Regions from separate parts of the Mus musculus genome. Here regions 1 and 2 are each linked to region 3. The links are chromatin contacts, called in public Hi-C maps. All regions are on one chromosome and are shown on one strand. Each heading gives the region's core, a stretch centred on a gene start, on an enhancer-like site or on the middle of the called end of the contact. The rest is flanking DNA. Distances are from core to core; before and after follow the strand shown. Region 1 has its middle 12 kb from the start of Gm41251. Region 2 has its middle 6.1 kb from the start of Gm41252. Region 3 overlaps Gm41253 (a long non-coding RNA gene).

Region 1 (2,700 bases), core at 19-2,518, 240 kb after region 3:
AGTATGCAGATGAGGTACCCAGACAATCTCAGACTGAAATAGTGTAGATCTCATCGCTGACAACCTGGAGCTTTGTGAGCATGCTATATCATTATCATAGAAGAACGTGTTTGTTTTCTTTGTATGATGTCAGAATCTATTGGATAAAGTAAATTCACAAGGTATGCTGGTTTCCTTGGTGGCAGCTTCCCAGAAAACTCCTACTTTTCTTGATGGCCCTAGCAACAGACTCTTCTATTTCAATCTTGTTTACTGCTACTACCTTTAAATCACACATAGCATACAAAATAATATATATGTATATGTGTAGTTTATAATATGGCTACAAAGAGCAAGGAAAGCAGAGTTTCACCGAGGCTGAAAGGCCAACCTGGGAATCTGATACAAATGTAGCCTCTGTGGACTGAGACAATGAAGCAGTTGCAGGTCTCTAGGGAAGTTCTGTGGGGTGGCTACACTGGTAGGATCTGACTGGAGGGTCAGAGCTGAGTTGTAGAGTTGAGTCTGGCTGCAAAGATAAAGGACAAGACTGAGTTCAGATGGATAGTCCAGTAGTTGAATGAACGGCAGGTCTAGCTAAGTAATCAGGTGCATTTCCAGTAGGCTGTATCAACAGCAAGAATCGAACCGAACTGAGTGCCCTGGGACACTTGGAGTCCACTTTGCACGTTGGCTGCTTGAAGGTTGTCAGGTGAGAAGCATTGGGGGGGGGGGTGTCTTTGTCATCACAGTGCCAGATGTTCATATGTTTATGAGGACCAGATAAGGGACTCACACCCTTTCTTTGGTCTGGTGAGTCTGATGAGTTCTTGGTTAAGGCTTGCAAGATAAGTAGAGCTTTGATATGCCCACATACATAGATTTGCCCAGGAGATTTATAGAGCGATGCCCTTTCAACTCCCAGGAGTAAGAAGTCATCAGTCTATGCTGATGGCTAGTGCTAGATAGGTGGTGCCATCTATGTGTCCTCCTAGCTGTATATCCTGCATCATCAAAGTTGGAATCAAAACCTGCCTGTAAAATGGCGACTATCAGGATAAGACATACAGGAAACTTAACTGTTTTTACATTATGGAGTAACTTAGGGCTGTGCGTGCTCTGATTATAAGGGGGAACACTACAAACTCACTGAAGAAGCACAAGGCAAGTGAGAAAAACTCAGTCATCTGGCTCGGGCCCCATGGAGGCCCCCTTGAAGCCAGCTATCTTTCAATGACAAAAGTTCCTCCAGGCCCACTTCAGTCCTTGAAGTTGAATCATACAGGAAACCACACTTGTCAAAGGTCAAACATAGCTGGGAGGAAGCAGTCCTCGGCTTACTTCATCATCCATTCTGAGCTCCTAGGAAGGCCACAGAAAACTTGTCCAGCTGAGGGGCTTTGGTTTTCTGCCATCAGGAAGCTAGAGAATCAGAAAATCATGGCCACAGAATTGAGACTGACAAATTGGGAGCTGCTGTTACAACTGTGGCCAGGTCCACAGATACTCCAAGAAAATACATATCCTACACGAGACCTCTCAATAGCCACAGAGCTGGAGATCACCCAGTGCCTTTAAGTTGCTACTTAGGTAGCAGAAAGGCCTCCAAGCAAAGAAGTAGGAGATTCTGCCTGATCTCCCCCTCCAAAATATTCTACAAGTGTGGCTATTTGGTCATGTGCTGACTGAAGATGTTAAGAGAACTGGAAAAATGTAAACTTCAAGTCGCCACCTTTTTGCATGAAATTGGCAGATGACAAGATATTTGAAGTATGTTTCCCAGCATCAGCTTGTGGGTATTAACTAGGATCTGAAAACATCAGAGAGGCTGATACTGAACTGCAGTGTATGATTGAAAGTCTACAGTCTACTTTGTGTGTGATTGTGTGTATGATTGTGTGTGTGATTGTGTGTGTGTGTGATTGTGTGTGTGTGTGTGTGTGTGTGTGTGTGTGTGTGTGTGTGTGTGGTGGGGTTATGGAGAGAGAAAGGGTTTGAGATTGAATTCATGGTGTCACCCATGCTAGAAATGTATTCAGTAATGAGATGTGCCTTCACCCTATGCAGTTTGAAAGGGTAATGTCTCTTGCAGGTGCATGCATTGGAACACTTGGTCACCAGTTGAAGGTGGTTTTTTGTTGTTGTTTTGTTTGGTTTGGTTTTTTGGAGGTTAGAGAACCTTAAGGAGGTGTGATTTTTCTGAAGGGTGGGGTGAGGGTGTGTGTTTTGAATGTTTATAGCCTGGTCCTATTTCCTGATCTCTTTGCTTCCTGTGTGAAGACAATACGTGATTTCTCTGCTTCCTGGCCCTACCATGGTGCAGTGCCATATCTTCTCAACATTAATGGTATGTGAGTCTCAGAAACCATAAAATAAACCCCTTTTGAAAGTTAATTTTGGTATTTCATGACAGCAACAGGAAAGTAATGAATACAAGCCCTAAAGCAATTGTCTTAGGGTTTTACTGCTGTGAACAGACACTATGACCAAGGCAAGTCTTATAAAGGACAACATTTAATTGGGGCTGGATTACAGGTTCGGAGGTTCAGTCCATAATCATCAAGTAGGAACATGGCAGCATCCAGGCAGTCATGGTGCAGGAGGAGCTGAGAGTTCTAAATCCTTATCTGAAGGCTTCTAGTGGAAGACTGCCTTCTAGGCAGCTAGGATGAGAGACTTAAAGCCCACACCTACAGTACACACGTACTCCAACAAGGCCAC
Region 2 (2,700 bases), core at 92-2,591, 190 kb after region 3:
AGAGTCCTTTGCCTGTGACCTTGTACTCTTGAGAAGGAGTGTGACTCTGAAATTCAATAAATAAATAATTCTGAATACACAGTGTTAGGAGCACAAGGTACAAGACTCTGGGCTTCCCTTGGAAAGAAAAATAAAAGGCTTTGTAGGAGTGGGATGTGGGTCTCTAAATTTTGAGAGAAGGGTCACCTTTTTGCAAGCAAATATCTTACAGTTCTTCCACTCAATAGCTTATATGTGAGTTAAATGAATGCAAAGGGCTGTGTGCTACATTCTGTCACAAAACAAGTCATAATAAAACATTAAATACACATGAGGTCTATACCTATAGATATGTAGATACACATACATATGTAATTTGGTTGCTTATTGATATGTTTATAAAAAGATAAAGAGAGAGGGGATATGTTTTGGTGGATGTGTAGTCAGGTAAGGGGGCAAGAAGTGCCTCTACTGGCCTATGCTGAGGCATCCCTTCTTCATGAGGGACCAGCCATAGGATGATATACTATAGAATAGAGTTTATTCAGGGCATGGGGAGGGGAGTCAAGAGGGTAGTAGAGACAGAGAAAGGGGAGAGAGAGAGAGAGAGAGAGAGAGAGAGAGAGAGAGAGAGAGAGAGAGAGAGAGAGAGAGAGAGAGGTAGAGGCCAGGCATGAGCATGTGGCGAGCAGGAGCAGGAAGGCAAGAGAGCAATCGAGAGAGAGGAGGAGACAAGCAGCCCCTTTTATAGTGAGTCAGGCACACCTGGCTGTTGCCAGGTAACTGTGGGACAGAGCTTAGACAAAATGCTAACACTTACGATCTATCTTTAAGTATTGCCTAAGAGTCGATCATTCTTTAGACCACGTAGGCAAAGTTCTAAACCTTATTCCTGATCTTCATGTAGCTTTAGTGTTTGCATTGCTTAGATTTCCTTGTGGCATGCATCAAAAAGAGGTGATGTTTGACTTTTATGAATAAAGAAATACGTTTAGTTCATGGGAGATACTCACCTACAGTCCTGTGGTGGCCTTGTTAATGGGGGCCCTCTTGTGCTTCATCCTTAGGGTGCATGGGCTAAGAGTGCCCCATGACCTCACAGGTTGGAGTTGGCTTTAGGTTTCACTCTAGAACACAAGTGAAGCATGCTGCTAACTGAAGGGGCAAGGAAGAGGCGCGCGGATGCTAAGATCAAAGTCATCTTCCCAAGGTCCTGATTCGGAAGATGAGGCTCGGTCTCTGTGTGTTGACTTCCGTGCTCAGGCACGTGACTTGGTGACTGCTCGGAAACTAGAACCAGATCTTTCTGATCCCCAAACAGCTGCTTTTCCTTCTTTCCTCTGTCAGCAGCTCTCTGTTCTGCTGAGCACAGCAGAGCACAGGTGACAACCACTTCCTGAAGGGTCCCCAGGCTTCCGTTTACAAACCTCTTGGTTTCCAAAGCCATGACTCAGGTCCCCGGTGCCTAACCTCCTTTTGTTCCTCTTTGCATTGTCCCTTTGCTCTGTCTTAGTATTTTTTCTTTGCCCCTCCATTGTAGGTGACCTTCCCAGGGCAAACAGGCAGATTGGGGTCAGGGTGTCCTGGGGTGCAGAGTCCAGTGGCCAACAAACAGAATCCTGGGTCTGCCTCAGTGGTCCCTGAGAGAGCAGGGATGGTCTGTACCTCTCACTGCCTCTTTTCCTTCCTGTCTCCCCTCCTCTTCCCTTCAGCTCCTCACTCTTCTCTCCCCTGGTCCCTTATCTCTGCTCTAGATGTTGCTCTTTCTTCGATAATAACAGTCCAAGATAATGTAGCTTTAGATAGTGTCACCAACCAGAAACACCCAAGGCTAGCTAAGCAGGCAGCAAAGTGTAATTTTAAATTTAAAATTAGCCATCTAGACCTATTTCAGGAGTTCATAGCTGTGGGGTGGTGACCAAATGCTCACCCTGTAGCAAGAGTCAGAGATGTGTGCAGTGGCTTAGTGAGTTAAAAAAAAATGTTCCTGGACTCATGACTCAAGAGAAAAATGCCATTGTTTCTAAAATAAGCACATTCTACATGCATTCTACATGATGCAAATGATTTCTGGATAACACAGAGTAATTTAAATATGTTTTAATTTTATTTTAAAATTACTCAAAAGAACTTTAGTGGCTAGTAGGTTGGAAAGAACAGAGTGTGAGGGAGGGCTTTCTTCTCTATTGTTAGAGGTGACAATGTTTACCATGCAGCTGGTTAAGGACTAGGGGACCTGTGACAGAGGTCAGTCACTGTGTGGAAGGAACTGGATAAGCATCAGTTAGTCATTGTTTGTAGCTTTACTGTTTCTATCATGTAACATTCTCTTCTAGAGGACAGTCACATGCCTTCCTCCTTCCCCAGATCCATCAGTGGCCACCTCATGCCTTGCTAATCAGTGTATGTATCGTGGATGGCACTTGGGGCGTCATCCTAGGTCATCAGGACAAATGAGGCTCCAGTCCCCCTTAGTCAGAATCAGAGCTAGAAGCAGATTCCAGCTGCAGATGTGCTGGGTTGCTAGAGCCGATCCTGGTTCTTGGCCACAGCGATCTTGTCTATAGCTCACTTCGATGACTATCACTTCCTGGGGGTCTAAGTGGAAAATGGCAAATATACCAAGCTAGCTCCTGCCCCTGGGATTCCTGTGTTATTTATTCTCTTCACCTGGGGGCTGGCTCTGCTTTCCACATAATGCCTGTTCTGCCCCTAAGGCAG
Region 3 (2,700 bases), core at 90-2,589:
GCTTGAGATGAGGTGACATCATTGTTAAACCTGCCACAGCTGCAGAAACTCTCTCTCTGTCCAGTTATTTGGATGAGCTGTGCATCACGGTAAGGACGTGGGTTCTCCGTGGGATACATTTTGCTTCTGCTTTCCTAGGAGTTTCAGGTTAGATTTCTGAAGCAGGGCCCCCTTCCTGGACTCTATCCTTATGACTCACAACTGCTGTTCAACCTGGAACGGATGCCAGCTGGGAATTATAGAGCTGAGTTTTAACACAGAGTGGGCGTGTTGGCCAGGCTTTGGTCAACTTGTCACATGCTAGAGTCATCTGGGGAGGGGAACCCTCAATTGAGGACATACCCTCATCAGAATGGCCCATAGGCAAGCCTGTAAGGTGTTTTATTGATTACTGATAGATGTGGGAATATTTAGCCCATTACGAGTGGCGCTGTTCTGGGCAGGTGGTTGGTTCTGGGTTCCATAAGGAAGCAAACAGAGCAAGCTACCGGGAGCAGACCAGTAAGCAACGCCGTTCCACAGACTCTGCTTCCGGACCTATCTCCAGGTTCCTGCCTTAACTTCTCCTGATGATGGACCAGCAAGTCAAACAAATCCTTCCCTCCCCAGGTTGGTTATGGTGTTTCATCACAGAAACAGAAAGCAACTGAGGCAACAGGTTGGGGACTGAGTCAGGTTTCCTAATATGACATTGTCTAATGGAGCCCAGAGCTAGATTAGGCCAGGTAGCTCTCTGCGTCCCAGGATGGCAGTCAAGACACATCACCACTAAGGGCCACAGGAGTAAATGCTGACTCTCTCACAGAACGCTTTGAAATATTGGCTCACCAACCAAAGGGCACACACGGGCTGGTCTGAGGCCCTAGCACTTAAGTAACAGAGGGTTGCCACTTCTGGTCTCAATCAATCAGAGAGAATGCACCTAATTCTGCAGAGACTTGATGTGTCTGGATTATGGGATGCAGGATGGGGGCTGTCCTCTAAGAGACAACATTTGAGGGAAGGAAGGCAACATTTGAGATGTAATTAATTAATTAATTAATTAAGAAGAGAAATATTAGCTCATTTTGTCTTGCAGCTGACTTTGCTCCAACCACACACGTTGTCTGAACACATCAGGCTTTCTCCAGTCTGAGTAGTTCTATGTAGGAGTCTATTCTCAGGCCACTGCTTGCTTCTTTCAGGCATTTGCTGAAATTTCACTTCCTCATTGAGGTGTTCCTTTGCCACGTGGTTGAAAGCGGTCATGTGACCAGCTATGGAACTGGGCGTGCTCTCCTTTCTCACTGGTGGCCAGCAAGCCCCAGCGGTCCTGTCTTCACTCCCCACAGCGCTGGGGTTAGAGTTGTACGCAGCCACCTCCAGCATTTATACGGATGCCGGGATCCAAACCTGACTGTGTGGCAACTGCTCTGACCTACTGAGCCATCTCTTCAGCCTCGTCGCTTCTGATCCCCAAGCAATTGTTTCTTAACTAGCTCAGAACTGTCACTGTCATAGTTTCGATGTATTTATTCATCCATCAGCCATCAGCTGAAAGTCTAGAAGCAGGGCGTTGTGCTCTCTAATGGAAACAGTCACTTATTTATTATCTCAACTGCAAATGCTTTTATGCACATTTAACAAAGTTGCTTTGTTTAACTCATGGCAAATGATAGTAATGTGAAACTAAGAATTTGCAGAAAAGACCCGAGACATTCTACCAGTGTGTCAGCAAAGGCACTGAGCTGGTTTGTTAATCCGGTTTTGTTTCACTTCACTAAAACGCTGCAGATTTCTGGACCTCACTGAGTCACAGTTAAATAAATGGTGAAGGACACCAGTGGGAAAACAAACCAACCCCGTGGTTCACCCAGTCTCCCCTGTTGCTGCAAGGGCGCTGGCCTGGCTTGGTCACCTGACAGTCACAGGCCATGCCTGCCCAGTCCTTGAGCATGTCTCATTGCACTTTTTTCTAAAATATTGATCTGTTTGAATCTGTTTTCACCATTCGAGCTCCAGGAAGAGAAAGCGCATGAATGTCTCTCTCTGTGTGTCTGTGTATGTGTGTGCATGTGTGTGTATGTATGTATGTATGTATGTATGTATGTATATATGTATGTTTATGTATGTGTAAGCATGTGCATGTGTGTGTGTTTGTGTGTGTGCACTTGGGGAGGTCAGAGGACAACTTGTGGGAGTTGTTTCTTTCCCCCACTGTGAGTTTGGGGGTCAAATCTGGATGTCAGGCATGTGCTTTTATTTACTGAGACATCTTGCCAGGCCCTAGAACTATTTTATTTTATTTTTTAGTATTTTTAGAAATTATCACACTGTTTTCCTCAGAGGTCAAACAATTTTACGTTCCTGCTCTCAGTGTAAAAGGGTTCCAATTTCTTCACATCATCTCTAATATTTGTTTTATTTATTTTGGACAGTAGTTTTAAATTTTATTTTGGTTTTAGAGATCCTACTGATAGGAGTTGTTACTGAGATATGCATAAATATGTGTAAAAGTATATGAATTAATTTCATTCTAAAGCAATTGTAAAATATATACTTTTGTAAGTATAAATATGTGAATTAATATTAAATTCTGGTAAAGGAGATCTTAGCAAGTGCATTCTCAACTAGTACACATTGTATTCTTGGTATACAGAGGAGATGGTTTTAAATTTAAGAGTTATGGAAACATGGTATATGTATGTAAAAAAATCAAGC

Evidence for each region. Hi-C and Micro-C count contacts between places; a contact is called where the count stands out from the background.
Region 1: a contact with region 3 is called in a Hi-C map of bone marrow-derived macrophages, with 3 times the contacts expected there. The contact joins two enhancer-like sites. A contact is called at or near these places in 2 of 39 promoter capture datasets (embryonic stem cells and liver), 3 of 484 Hi-C or Micro-C datasets (bone marrow-derived macrophages and nephron progenitors) and 1 of 115 datasets of contacts at active chromatin or transcription factors (bone marrow-derived macrophages).
Region 2: a Hi-C map of bone marrow-derived macrophages shows a contact between it and region 3, with 2.8 times the contacts expected there. The contact joins two enhancer-like sites. A contact is called at or near these places in 3 of 484 Hi-C or Micro-C datasets (bone marrow-derived macrophages, cortical neurons and nephron progenitors) and 4 of 115 datasets of contacts at active chromatin or transcription factors (bone marrow-derived macrophages, microglia and neural progenitor cells).

Annotation. Positions count from the first base shown.
Region 1 is chr14:120,519,624-120,522,323 of GRCm38.p6, reverse strand. No RefSeq gene overlaps it. Among named protein-coding and RNA genes, the nearest start is that of Gm41251, 12 kb to the left of the region's middle. Within about 2 kb of position 1,268, at least 41 of the 459 cell types and tissues checked have an H3K27ac peak or open chromatin away from gene starts, as enhancers often do. A contact at or near this core is called in bone marrow-derived macrophages, where this site is marked.
Region 2 is chr14:120,571,067-120,573,766 of GRCm38.p6, reverse strand. No RefSeq gene overlaps it. Among named protein-coding and RNA genes, the nearest start is that of Gm41252, 6.1 kb to the left of the region's middle. Within about 2 kb of position 1,341, at least 84 of the 459 cell types and tissues checked have an H3K27ac peak or open chromatin away from gene starts, as enhancers often do. A contact at or near this core is called in bone marrow-derived macrophages and microglia, where this site is marked.
Region 3 is chr14:120,761,505-120,764,204 of GRCm38.p6, reverse strand. It overlaps Gm41253 (a long non-coding RNA gene), which reads left to right. Exons shown (of 6, transcript XR_874981.1): 6 at 1,185-2,094. Among named protein-coding and RNA genes, the nearest start is that of Gm25781, 36 kb to the left of the region's middle. Within about 2 kb of position 1,339, at least 61 of the 459 cell types and tissues checked have an H3K27ac peak or open chromatin away from gene starts, as enhancers often do. A contact at or near this core is called in bone marrow-derived macrophages and microglia, where this site is marked.